Regions from separate parts of the Triticum aestivum genome. Here region 1 is linked to region 2. The links are chromatin contacts, called in public Hi-C maps. All regions are on one chromosome and are shown on one strand. The core of a region is the stretch at or near the end of the contact, and the rest is flanking DNA. Distances in the headings are between cores, read along the strand shown. Region 1 holds the start of LOC100137006 (mitogen-activated protein kinase 14). Region 2 holds the start of LOC123180397 (putative uncharacterized protein DDB_G0277003).

Region 1 (7,197 bases), core at 2,574-5,073, 780 kb before region 2:
CTAGCATTCTCTCTAACAAATTTAATGCAAGTGGATCTGCATTCGGAAACTTCTGCGTAAACGGTACAGGCTTTTTCCGCCTCATACTGCTCAAGTAGCGCCTGGCCTTCTCATTTCGAATCTGTAGGATAGCTACAAACATCAGAGGATTGTATTGGAAACAACACGCTGTTTTATGCCAACAATACTGACCCTAGCAATTGTTTCTGGAGCAGGCGTTCCGAGGAGGTCTGTGATTATATCAAGTTGATGCACCACATTTTTCCCAGGAAAAAGAGGTTTGCCAGTTAGAAGTTCCGCAAATATACATCCAATACTCCATATATCTATTGCTGGTGTATACTGCAACATTTTGAAGAACATAATGTTATACATCGCTCAAGATATTCCAGAATATGTTTAGCTGGATTAATCAAACCTAGACATAGAGTACTTGAGTTACAACTAGAGGTGCCCTTATTCCTTTGACAGCTTAATCATTCGGTTTGCGAAAAGAAATACAGAAAACAAGGTCGTTCCTGAATGACATTGAAGCAGTATGATTACCCTGAACATAAAAACAATATGCAAATTAAAAAATATTTGATCCGTTTAGGGTGGAAGACAAAAAAACATGAACTGTGCCAGATGTTGGAATGTGTTCTTAACCATTTATTTTTTAACCATGCTGGCTGATTGGCATTGTTTCCCATAGCTAATACTCCCTCCGTTCCAAAATAGATGACTCAACTTTGTACTAACTTTGTACTAAGTTGAGTCATCTATTTTGGAACGGAGGGAGTATATATTAGAACACAACCTGTTATGAAATAGGAAAAGAACTACTAAGGAAATGCCAGGGGGATGTTACTTTGCTTTGCTGTCACAAAGTTGCAGAACCCTTAAAGCCTTAAACAGTAAACGAAGTAAATCAGATTCATATGAGGGAAAAATAAAAAAAATACTGTCGATACCATGACTCATATGAAATTTAACATATACAGACCTTGGAGAAAAAAGATCCACATAGCTCAGGTGCTCGGTACCACCTTGTTGCGATATAATCCTAAAACAGGATAAGAAATTAGCTGCTGTTATTGATATTGAGTAGCCAAAAGAAATGGTCAGCATGGTAGGGGGAAATTGCAATACCGTCCAAAATATTGCGGTTGGAGTATCACTTATAGCTACCCTTGCGAGACCGAAATCACATATTTTGAGCTTACAATCAGCATTAGCCAAGATATTCTTTGGTTTGAGATCTCGATGAAATACATTTGCTGCAAGAAGCTATTGGAAGATGCATCAGCCAAAATGATTTTTCTATGAGTCTTGTTTTATATTATTGCCAATCAACTCATAATGCCACATTTGTATCTATAGCAAAAGTATTAATACTCATCTGTTTAAATAATCTGAAAAAAAGGGATTTCTACAGTATTGCTCTTTGAATGGAGAGATGACGCATGCGTTTTTCATTGTTATTATACCAGCAAAATATTATTTCTTAGCATGCCAAAAAAGAGAACTGAAAATAACTACTTGATCACAAATAAGTTATTTATATTTATAAAAAAAGTTTAAACAGAAGTTCTCTAGCCTCAAACAGTGCTTCACAAGATTAGTATGCCTATCTAGTCGCTGACTTTTGGCACAAAGAGCAGCACCAATAGCATCCTCACTAGGACCACAGTTCTGTTGTAGCATCACAAGAAGCTTTGGGAGCACGTCCAGATTGTAGCTACTCAAATGATTAACAGTAACTTTTCATCACAGCATTGATCAGTTACTAGGTGATTAGACTAGAACACACAACTCAGGCTGTGACAAGCTAGCACAAATTCAACAAATCACAAATAAGATCTGGATTTCCAGAGTTCTCCGGGCACTATAGCGAACTGTGTGACCTGTATCAAAGCACTACACAGGTCCATATTGCTCTCGTGACTACAAAGTTTGTGGAACATACCATTGGTTTTAAAGGTTTTCACAAATACCAACACGACCAATACATCGTCGCCGGATACTAGAAATATAGTTTCGAATTTGACATGGCATTGTTATCTACTTACATGTGTATCACTTTTAAACACATTGACCATTTATGGCTGCTACAATTATTAGTAAATTGAGACACCTGACATCCAGCTGTTGGAATATGCAAAAGAGGCATCTTTGATGCGAAAATAAATCGGTTACCTGTATGTATGTATTTCAATCCTCGGAGCAACTGATACAAGAAAAACTGATAATGTTCTGGAGTCAAGTCATCATTCGCCTTTATAACTTGGTGCAAATCAGACTCCATGAGTTCGAAAACAACGTATATGTCCTTGAACTCTCTCCTCGATGGAGGAAGTAGAATATGTTTTATTTCCACGATATCGGGATGTCTTAGGAGCCTAAGCAACTTGATCTCGCGGAGTATCCGTGTCGCATCAGACACATGTTCAAAGATGTCGTTTATCTTCTTGATAGCAACTTTCTCACCGGTGTGAGTATCCAAAGCAGAGCAGACCACGCCGTAACTCCCTTTTCCTATAACCTCTTCTATCTTGTATCTGTTTCCCTCACCATACTCAGTAAAAAAGTCCATTTGAGATGTCTGTGTCACAAAAAACAGAATATGAGTCAGCTTGAGCACTGATGAATTGCGTTCTTTAGTATGACATGGTGAGATGGTGACACTCAAAATAGATATTAGAGTCATAATTTGGCAAGCGACGAGGACTATGTACAAAAAGACACTTGCCAAATATTATGCGAAAATGACCACATAGGAAATTAAGTTCCATGGAGAATTCATACGACGCAAACTAGCATGGTCTCAATCGTCAAGTAACAAATTTTATCTGAAAAAAGTTGCTTGGAAGCAAAAGAACGGCACTAGAACCACGTGATACAACGTTGTCCGGGGCATTACTTTCGTTCTCCAAAACAAGTTGAAACTTTTTGCCCAAACGATGGAATTGTTCGGATGGCATGAAGCATGCATATTGCCGCACAGAGAGGTGGGTAAAAATATGAACACGACAGCACAACTACTCAAGTCAAGGCTTTAACAAAGTTGGGTTCATAGCTCGAACTGAGAGGGTTGTGAATAAATGAACAGTAGCACCATTACTGCCGAGCATCAATCAATTTACAAGAGGAACTGACTAGACCTATACAAAACCAAACGGCCGAGCCAATTCTTTTCCACCAAAAAGTACTCCAAATCTGTAAAGCAACCCAACTCCAAATCGAGTAGATCCGTCTAGCCGCCAGGTTTTACAGCGGGGAACAAGTCTACCACGAGAACAGCGCAGCTTCGCGATTCGGCGAGCAAAAGCTCCAGACTCACCAAGATCCCGAACCAAGAACACTACCAATCCACTCCAAGAAAAGAAAGAAGGCTGCTAACTCCCAGCGCGGCGCTAGAGCGTGGGGGCGGCAGGAGCGCTCAGCGGAACAGAGAGGGGCACGGCCTCCTTCATCCGCCCCTGCCGCCTCCTCACGGCAGATCTCTCCCAGGAGGAGAGGGGATCTTTTGCGCGAGAAAGGCGAGATCTTCAAGCGCCCCCGATCCAGCAAGAAAGTAGGGGAGGAGGAGGAGAGCGGGGGCATGGGGATGGGGGAAGGGAGGGAGGGAGCTCACTCGCTCACGCGCGCGCAGGACGAGGGGGGACGCGGCCGAGGGGAGGAGTCCAGCTGCGCTGCGCTGCGCTGCGATCCAAGGCGAAGCTCGAGGACAGAGGGGAGGGAGGGGGGCGGCGGTAGCTGGGCAGTCAGGAGAGAGAAGGCCACCGGTGGCCTCCGCTTTCGGAATTTATACCCGAGATTTATTTCTCTCTTTGTTTAACTAGATTTCCGGGCTTGCTTCTGTTTATCCGTTTATATAAAACGAGAAAAGAAAATCGCTTGGCCCCGTTCGGTTTGGAGGCGCGCCCACTCCGATAGGGAGAGGGAGAGGGGCGGCGTGGAGCCAGCCGTCGGGACGGGGGCCGGTGCCGCATCGTTTCCTTTCCCGTTTGACGTGCTGTTTGGCGACGATGAGGCTGGGTCTGTTGAGGACAGCTCGTTTGCACGGCTTTGTTACTTTGTTAGGTTGGGGGATGTCTTTGGCTTTCTGGTGAAGATGTGTGGCGAGGTATGGTTAAGGGGTTGTGCGGATGTCAATTGGGGAAGTGGAATGCGTCTGTGGTGATTGAGCTTCTTGTCTTACTCGCTTTGGTCACCACATTAAGTATAAAGTGGAGCATGTAGGCTGTTAAGGCACGATTCAATGACTGACTCGTTTTGGGTTTGTTTAATGTTATTTGTTGTGGTTGATACGTTTTCATAAAGCCGATGTCAAACCAAAGAGAAAAGAAATATATCCCTAAAAAAAGAGAAAAGAAATATATCCCTCAAAAAAAAAGAGAAAAGAAATATAGGTGCCGGTGAGCCGGACATGGTTATGAAGTAAGAGTTCTAGCATGGGTCAAGAAAAAGATAAAACAAACTTTACTGGGGGAAATGCTGAAAGCAACTTGGTGAGAGACAAAAACGTCCGTATAAGAAAACCACAGGAAAATTAGCATGTGCTGTTTACGTCCTTATGCTTTCATCGGATTAACTTTTGGGTTATTTTCTTTTTTGGTAATTGTTATGTTCCTTTTTTTTGTATACCTGTGATTTTTTCAGATGATAAGTCTCACACACACATGTGACACGAAGCAATCCCGCCCTGACTTTTTTAAACTAAAGTTGTCATTCGAAAAGAAAAAAAGAAAAAAAAACTAAAACTTGCCATCTGAAAAGAAAGTTGCCATCCTCGTGTCACAAAACCGTTCGGGGTTGCCATGTGTTCGTGCCACATGCGTGGCATTTATTAGAGTCCATGATTTTTGTATGCTTGATCGTAACACTACTTCTTGGTGTTTTGTTGAGGACACATCATTTACCCAGTTTGTTAAGTCCAAGCATCATGTATCTTGGCTTTCTAGTGAACAAGTGTGTCAAAGTATGACGAAAAACTTCTCTTGATAGTAATTGAAGAAGTAAAATGTGTTCATGCTTATTAGGCTTCTCGTCTTACTTCACTTTGGTCACTATACAAAGGAAAATGCAAAATGGTCTGTTAATGCACGATACAATCATGGCCTCTTTTTCTCTATGTATTTTTGTTATTGCAGTCGATATATTCCCATAAAGCCCTCGTCAAACGAAAGAGAGAATAAAATAGTGGTGTCAGTGAGTCGGCCATGGCTCCAAGGGTAAAAGTGTTGGCAGGGTGTCGGAAAAGAGCAAAGGCCAACTTGAATATAGTCAAGGGGAGGGTACTAAAGCTTCAAGCCTCCACAATGCACTTGCCCATGGGGGTTTATATACTATATGCTAGGAGTCCTTCAAAAAATGACAAAGACTACCCTCATAGATGGTAGGTGAGAAGGGTAGTGGAGGTAACCTTTGGTTCATATATCCATAGAAGACTAGCAAAAGAGATTTTTTTGGAGGCTACTAGGGAAGGAGATGAGTACATCGCTCATGGTGCATCGATCCATCTCGTACCTCCTCCATGATGCAACTACATGTTTGATCACGATCGATTGGAACGACCAAATACAATGTAGGTGCTCATGCACACTCATGTACTCATGCAACGCCTACTAAAGACTAGAGTTGCATAGCTTCAAGCATTAAACATGTGGTTTCATCTCTAGTGGGATAGGGTAACACCATCCTAACCATCCAACCAATGATTGGTTATCTCGATGTCTGTTTTTTTAGAAAGTTCAGAGTTACCTATGCTCAACTCAAACACCATGTAACATATATCTCCAAGAGTTTTTTAGTTGTATAGCAGGGCAAAGCCCCATTGCAAATTCCCTTTATCTATACAAATTAAAATACATTTACAAAATAAACAATACAATAGCTTTCTACACGAAATAAACAAAAAAAAATAGTTACAAACATCCTAACCAATCCTTTAAGGAGGCAACATACTGTTTTTACTATGTGAGCTACCATAACCATTAGTGCTTGTAAACTTGCTTCCACTTCTAAAACAAGGGTTCTTCTCTACCAACAACTTTGTTATTACTAGGCATCCAAATTCCACATGAATCTAGAAGGATAATCTTCACGATGAAAGGTGCTCATAACTTGTCTTTGATATTACAAAAAGCTTCATTAAACTAATAGCTTAGGAGTTTTGTTTTGGCAGACAAAATGCCAACTAGTAGCAACATATTAGCAATAGTACAAACAAAATCATGGGCCTATCTATGTAGGTTAATAAAAAATGAAATTATGTTTCAAGGTCATCTCGAAATGGTTGACGGTTCCTAAGGACCTTTTTAGAAATTTGCAGGACAGACCGGAGAGAGAGAGAGAGAGAGAGAGAGAGAGAGAGCGCACTAACTATTAACTGTATGGGCCTTGTGAGTCATCTAATTTACAATTTTAGTTTTCATATCTCAGGGGGCCTTTGTGTCTCTGTAAATAACCATAAATATATATATATATATATATATATATATATATATATGTATTCAATATCTACATTAAGTGATCGATTTATCGTTGGTTTTCATGCTTAGATTATTTGTTCTGAAGAGAACTACCTTTTGACCTAGTTGTTCAAGTAACTGTGATGAATGGGAGGATGATTCCATCTATTTGTATTTTTTGTCTTGCAGGTCAATAGTTATTTCAAATTATGAATAATTGATTTGAAATTATGAATAATTGATAATATATGGTTGTCTGCATCAATCAATGCAGAGGTTGGAGGTTTATCATTCTTTTCGGAAAAATATATATCTCTATCCATCGTCTTGTGGGTAAGGAGTTTGTTATTCTCGAGTAATAAAGTGTAACAAAAAGTTATATACTCCTGTCTATTGGTGGTGGTCTTATGTTGTAAATCATTACAAAAAGTGATTACGAGAATAATGGCGTAGATCCCCAAATTAGAACAGGTAGAAATTATACATCTCCATGTTGGTTGCAACCCGCATGGCAAATGTAACACATGTCCTCTGTTATTCTTTATCAATTTTAATGCATGAAAATATGCTACAATTATAAAAAAACTACAAAATTAATGTGTAGTTTTGCATTCCTTATGATCTCTTTTGAGATAGCTTGCGTTTTATGCCTAGGCAAGCATACCCTATTTTTTTCTATTCAACTCATGTTGCATCTTGCATGGTGCACCATGTGCTTTGCCTATTCATCGAATCCAGAGTT
Region 2 (6,870 bases), core at 4,090-6,589:
TTTCATTAGGAATCTATCGGTTAAAATCCCATGTCATCTGCGTATGCACCGGCTTATACGTGATGCATCTGAATCAATGATTAGACTCTGCTTGAGTTTCAGGACATTTTGTTCTCTTCCATTGATAATAACACATATTTTTGGCATAGTTCCTGGTAACAGCACATGCTAAGAATGATGCAGAGGCCAGGGGTAAATCTCCTTTTCGCAAAAACAGTATTCACTTCATTTTTATTTACTCTGCATATCAGCTTTGACCTAAGTCAAACTTTATAAAGTTTTATCTAGTTTACAGAAATCAACATAAACTTTGACAATAACAAAATATATATGATGTGAAAACATATTCTATGATGGTTCTAATGGTATTGATTTGGTATTATGAATGATTGAATGTTGATATTTTTCTTTTATATAAACTTAGTCAAAGTTCACAAAGTTTGACTCAAGACAAAACTAATATGTAGAGTAAATAAAAACAAGAGGGAGTACATGCTAAGACAACACTACACTGATGTACATCACATCACTGATGAGTCATCAGACATCATCAGCCAGTTGAATTATCCACATTTATGAATTACATTCCCCTGTTGACCCGTCAGCTCAAAATTAAGATCCAACTGGACCCCGGGCATCCGCAGCTCTCAAGTTTGCAACTTGTAGGGTTGCTGTCATGCAAAGAAGATGCCCATGGGACATGTGTTTTCATTTAGAAAGACAAGGGAGCTGACGTTGTTGTTGATCTATCAGCCGCTGCGTGTCGCACATTTCACTTACCTTCCGTAAGCATTTTGACATTAATGTTGTCGTGTTTATTTCGCAGCGGCGACACGGACGCGGTAGTCCCCTTGACAGCAACGAGATACTCCATCGGTGCTCTGGGTCTTCCAACTACCACCAGTTGGTACCCTTGGTATGACGACCAGGAGGTCAGCATCATCCCACTCAACTCTTTTGCAAAGCAGTAACATCAATAGAATCATTGAGATGCCCTGGCTGGCATGCAAATAGACTACATAACAGGACACGTGAAAATATTATCTACCTTCTCCTATCATTTTCTTAGCTTGGTTAATTCGATTCACATGGCCGAATGGAGATTACACTCCTGCATGCGACACGCCAGCAGACATTTAGATGTCACATTAGTGTGTGTTATTAACTACTAGTACACGTCACACACATAATTAACTAGTGTTAGTGTGATGGATTTGTTGACCAGGTTGGCGGTTGGAGCCAGGTGTACAAGGGCCTTACACTGGTGTCCGTCAGAGGTGCGGGCCATGAGGTTCCTCTGCACCGCCCGCGGCAAGCGCTCGTACTGTTTCAGTACTTCCTGCAGGGCAAGCCCATGCCAGGCCAGACCAAAAATGCGACGCTGGCTTAACAACAAAGCGATGGAAGTCAAATAGTAGTAATCTGGATGTGAAAAAAACAAGAGTGATCATCAATAAAGCAATAGATGCTTCTTAACTACTTTTTCCTGGATAGCTAGTATATATGCACATAATGCGGCGATTTATCGAGAATATGGACACAGAGCACCAGCACAAAGCACAAAAGAACACAGGAAGGAAACACTTTAGGACAGACTTGATACGAACGACTGATATTCCGATAAGATTGATGTCTCTGCAATAAACGTTTAAGTAGCAACGTCAAAACAGACTGACAGGAGCTGCACTCACCAGCAACTTAGGATAATAGTGTAATCTTAAGAAGTTGCACGCTCGATCTATCATATGAGATCATGTAAGGAAGAAAACTGGATGGAGCTGCGCTGCTGGTAATGTTGACAACAGACAACTTCGCATCAGCAGCTGCCTTGGCAAAGCAATTGAAAGTGTCTGCATTCCGAATGACCGTGGCAATATAGGCCACAGGACCTCCGGTTGCGGTGGTCCCAGATACTTCGTCACCAATTTCTCCGTTGGTTGCCGCATTGACACTTTCATGTCGTCCATCATCGCCTCTAAGTAGCATACAAAGTACTCGTACCAGGTGGGGCACGCAGGACGGGTTGTATATAATGTCTGCACCAAGACTGGCAAGAGACAGAGGGTAAATGATACGCAGAAGCATGAACAGCAGGAAAATGTGCTGTTATCCACTTCGGAAGTAGGCTACTCATTCTCTAACAGGCCCAATAAGGTTCTTAGAGTAGTGCTTAAATTTGAAATTAGTTTCAGGAACCAACGGTTTAACAAAATAATAATAATCAAAGGTTAACAATACAAAAAGAACATACAATACTCACACTATGTCTCTCTGGTAGTCTCTTAAATCGCTTTCACACGCTTCTTCCCAGGAAAGATATTTGCACTCTACCTACATGCCAGGGTATAGTAAGATTAAAGTTTAGGCAAAAAATGCATTCATCCAAAGCTGTGGTCTTGTGGGTAAGTACCACCAAGCGGGATAATGGTGCCACTCGTCTTTATTAACAGAAGACATTATGCATATAATCATGCATACATTATCTAACAAATGTATCTGAGGTAGCGCTATCTATATGCTACACCAACCAGAATGCTAAAATCATATTATTTTTTACAAACAGAAATGTACTGAAACCAATCTGATATTAACTTAAGAAATTGAACAAACCTTATTCTTGCTTTCTTTTACTAGTTGAGAATCCTCAATGTGTAAGTTATTCATTTCCATGTTTGCCTTCATGTTTGTTAGTGTAGATGCATCACCATCAGTAAGAATAACCTGCATAATCACACACATTCTGTATTACATGTGTTCCTTTTCCTATCAGTGTTTCACCTTGGAAGAAGTTTATGAACTTTGTTGCATGGATAGTTCATGGCATAAATCACTCATAGCTTAGGTTATCAAATTGTTGTGAAATTTAAATTTGAAGGATTAATTATGTTAGTATATTTACCTCACCCTTTTCACCGGGAAAGACAAGAAATTTTTATGACGACCATGTTTCGCAGAAAGATAACCATTTACTTGAACAGAGACTTGTCATTATAAGCTCATACCTTGGAAGCACCAACATGGTTTAGACATACACCAACCAAACCAACACCAGAACCTAGCTGCTTATCATGGAAACATAAGAAAAACAATCACATATTAAATTTGTCAATAACACATTCTTGAGTTTTTACCTTTGACGGCCAAACGTCTAAGTATGTAACTATGTCAGGCAGTTAAAAATACGCTAAATTTAACAACGAAAAGCCCCCACTGCAGCCTATCTAATTGCTCAAGCAAAAGCTGAACATAAACATGGAAGCAATAAAAGGCTTGACTTGCCGGAGATGCAACCGACTAACACATGTTCAGATTTGTTTGGGGGGTGCAAAAGGCAGTACAATGCGTGCACAACCACAAGCACACACTTAGTACAACAATATTTGTATTGAATGCCAAGAAACATACTTAAAAATGTGCAAATCGAGCCTTGATAGTGGTTCTCTACAAAGGGCAAGAGCTCACAGCCTCAATTTGCTAATCCTCTGCATAATATGCATATCAGTGAATGTATCTAAAATGCTATATGATGGCAGAAAATAGAATGCAAGGCCAGTATGCAAGAGCATAACATGTTCCATAAATACGCTTGAGTTTAAATTATTTATGTAAATCTTATTCAAAGTCACAGCTACAACAATTTTACCTCAAAGCAGCATTTTTTGGCGAAAAGTTCTGGGAATGAAAGAATAAACTCAGATAAGAATAAACTTGATGGCCAAAGACAGCACCTGCAAGAATAAAAATGCCCGCTGACCTGAATGAATCATATAATATGGAAGTAGCTTAACAGAATATATGAATACATGTATTTCAAGATTTAGAGCCATTGTACCCTGTATCCCCTTCGAGCATGTTAGTAGAACATAATAATCGAGCAACCAAACTTACTGGATTCGAGGATACATTCTCATCTACATAAATAAATAAATTGTTATAATTAATTACCTGTGCAAATTTGTAAGAGAAATGTTCAAAATTAATAACTCACATGCAGGAGAAAGAAAAGATATCTCCTTGTAGATCTTGGCCAGGCTAAGCTCTGGGTTATTCTGCGCACAAACCGCAAAATGGACTACTTCAGTACATCATGTCAATACTCGATTATTGAGATGCACTACAAAATGAGGTCCACATACTGCCCTTGACGACATACAACGGCCAAATTCCTCATAGAGTTCATCAATCACAATATCTGACGATAATTCCGCCTCAGCTATAACCTTTTTAAGAATAGTTTTCACATATGTACAATCTGGACCTCCCCCTACCTGTGTGAGTACACAATGCTTTAGACCAGCAACAGGAAGAAAAACTGACCAATAACAAGAAAACTATTACAGCGCATCACTGTAGTGCAGCCTCAACTGCATTAAATTTCAATTCTATTTTTTCATATAGAATTTTAATGTATATCATGGTTATTTTAGTGCATAAGTTTTGTGATATGAAATAGTGAAAGGTATTTTACATTAGTGCCAACACAGTTCTCCAAAATAAAATTTTGAACATGTGGCGTGACAGAACCTCCACCAGCCTTTCTGCATAAACCAAATATGAAAATATAAATAAATATCACCATACTTTTTAAAACAAAAACTCAAAAAGGAAAATGAAGTACTATGTCTCGTTTGAACTTATTTGTACATTTAAATCCATATGAATCCCTCGACGCATTTTCGTATCTTTGTGTGAAATTTAACAGGTGCTGATCATGGATATCCTTGTTAGCTATTTCAATCGACCGTGTTCTAGAGAGCTAGTATTTCGGTAGAACCCCGAAACCATACAACTAAATGTGTGTTACAGAAGAAAAATCATACAAACAGTAACAAGAGATTAAAAAGAAATCGACAAAGAAAAACATGCCAGAAAAGCTTTCTGACATGCATTCTCCTGAGCATCAACCCACACTGTTACATGTGTAATGTGTTTGCCGTATAATCTTACCTCTGCTACTAGCCTACTGCACAGAAGCAGAGCATGGCGTATGCGCCAAAACGGCCGAATTAGGAGCAGCAAGCCACTGAACCAGCAGCGGCAATCGCCAATCGAGGATCCGATTACTAACGCATAGGTGGCGCAGGAAGTTTGATATGTGCTACCCACAAAAGGGATTAGTGTGGTGTGGGATGTACCTGGCGAGGGTGAGGACGCAGGCGGGGGGCTCCAGGGCGAGGAAGGCGAGCTTGAGGTGGAGCAGCGGCTGCTCGCCGGAGTCCCCTGCAGCCGCCGCGGCAGCCATGGAAGCCGCGCAGCTGGGACGGATTTGCGGCGCTTTTCGGAGGCGGCGTGGGTGTGATGCAAGCGACCCCCCAACCGTGGGGCTGGGAAAAAGCCTGTGTTCGCAGCAGCAGTAGCCGGCGGCGGTTGACCTTTTTGCCCTTTTCTAGGAAAGGTTTTAGGTAGGAGATTTTTTTTTGGAAGGTTTTAGGCAGGTTTTTTTAGTAGTACATAAAAACAAACCTAGCGTGCCGGCCCCATAGCCCGTGTGCCTGGCCCGTTGTGGGCCTGGCCCGACACTTTATAATCAGGGCGTGCGCCTGGCATGTGGCGCGCCTAGGGCCGTGAGGTGGGCATGAGTGCAGGCACAACACGGCCGTTTAATTATTCCTTTATTTTATTTATACATCCTGATAGGTTGAATATAGGTCCAAAGCAGCCCTATAGGCTGAATTCTACGCGGACCAGCGGGCTAAACGGGTCACCCGTGCCGATCTGTGTAAGAGGGGACCGTGCTCGCGCCAGGAAGGGCAGCACTCGTGCCGACACGGCACGACCTGTGTACTTAGCATGCCTGCGTGGGTCGTGCCTGGCCCCTATAACCCAGGCTAGGTCGAACCAACCCATTTATAATGCAGATTGTAATGGAATGGAGAGAGTATAGTTTTTCGAAAAATTAAACATTTTCAAACTTTAATCAAATTTATAGTGAAATATATCAATATCCATAAATTAAAATTGGTTAAACCTAATCATAAAATGTATTTTATTTTTATTTTTTGGTGTTTTGCATGTTGATATTTTTTGCTTATAAAGTTAAAAATGACTATTAAAAATTATTAACGGAGTACTAAGTATCACATGTCCTAAAAACACACACTTGTAGAAAAATAAAATAATTCAAATCTTTGGGTGTCCCAAGTCTTCTTCGCATCTACTAGCGGCACACCATGTGAAAAGCTCGTTGTCAACTATGTCCCGCCGACGGAGCACACTTGTTTAAACCCAAAGGTTCATAGAAGCATTGTCCGGGAAGTCAGGCTGTAGACCAGAAAACGCTGCTAACTGCATAGAAAATCATCGCTCCAGATAAAAAAGTTGAGAAGGGCCTACAAATACTCCAAAGATTATGAGCGTTGACCGGATTCAAGAAGATCCACTAAAGACCAAAACTAACCAAATCCAACAAGATCTGTCGAAGACACACCTACACAACTGAACTCCACGTCTTCAACCCAGTGCCATGAACAATACACACAAAGCACCCCTCCCCAAACATGAAAGAATCCAGACGAAGCGGACACTATGTCCCAGATCAAATACCAACAATAGTGAGATCCCTCGCACTCGAGGAGGATCGGGAGGAACCTTATTCTTCGCCGCCATTGCCATCGTCAGAGCTAAAGCCATGGACAACCAAAGACCCTAATTAAGAAAACCTAGATTGCTAGATGGATGCGGGACAAGATCACGAGGTTCCCCTCCCTCCCCCCGCTGCCGGAGCAGCCGACGGAGGCGAAAGAACCCGGGTGATGTTGGTGGCCAGGTTGACATCTCTCCTTTCTCTCGCTCGCGGTGTCTAGGTTAGATGTGTTTCTCCTAACATTTCAGCCAGTAAAATTCCAGCCATTCACTGGTACAGCGACGTGC

Evidence for each region. Hi-C and Micro-C count contacts between places; a contact is called where the count stands out from the background.
Region 1: a Hi-C map of leaf shows a contact between it and region 2, with 4 times the contacts expected there. The contact joins the promoter of LOC100137006 here to the promoter of LOC123180397 in region 2. A contact is called at or near these places in 2 of 5 Hi-C or Micro-C datasets (both in leaf).

The regions. Positions count from the first base shown.
Region 1 is chr1D:76,863,561-76,870,757 of IWGSC CS RefSeq v2.1, reverse strand. It overlaps LOC100137006 (mitogen-activated protein kinase 14), which reads right to left and starts at 3,823. Exons shown (of 10, transcript XM_044592445.1): 1 at 3,617-3,823; 2 at 2,179-2,584; 3 at 1,132-1,259; 4 at 986-1,045; 5 at 193-342; 6 at 1-121. The coding sequence starts at 2,575.
Region 2 is chr1D:76,089,611-76,096,480 of IWGSC CS RefSeq v2.1, reverse strand. It overlaps LOC123180397 (putative uncharacterized protein DDB_G0277003), which reads right to left and starts at 5,339. Exons shown (of 10, transcript XM_044592442.1): 1 at 5,136-5,339; 2 at 4,469-4,538; 3 at 4,137-4,268; 4 at 3,989-4,049; 5 at 3,833-3,911; 6 at 3,644-3,728; 7 at 3,003-3,059; 8 at 2,611-2,721; 9 at 2,261-2,331; 10 at 1,573-2,047. The coding sequence starts at 5,242. The coding sequence ends at 1,699. LOC543105 (serine carboxypeptidase 2-like) reads left to right here. Exons shown (of 5, transcript XM_044592441.1): 4 at 827-932; 5 at 1,226-1,479. The coding sequence ends at 1,390.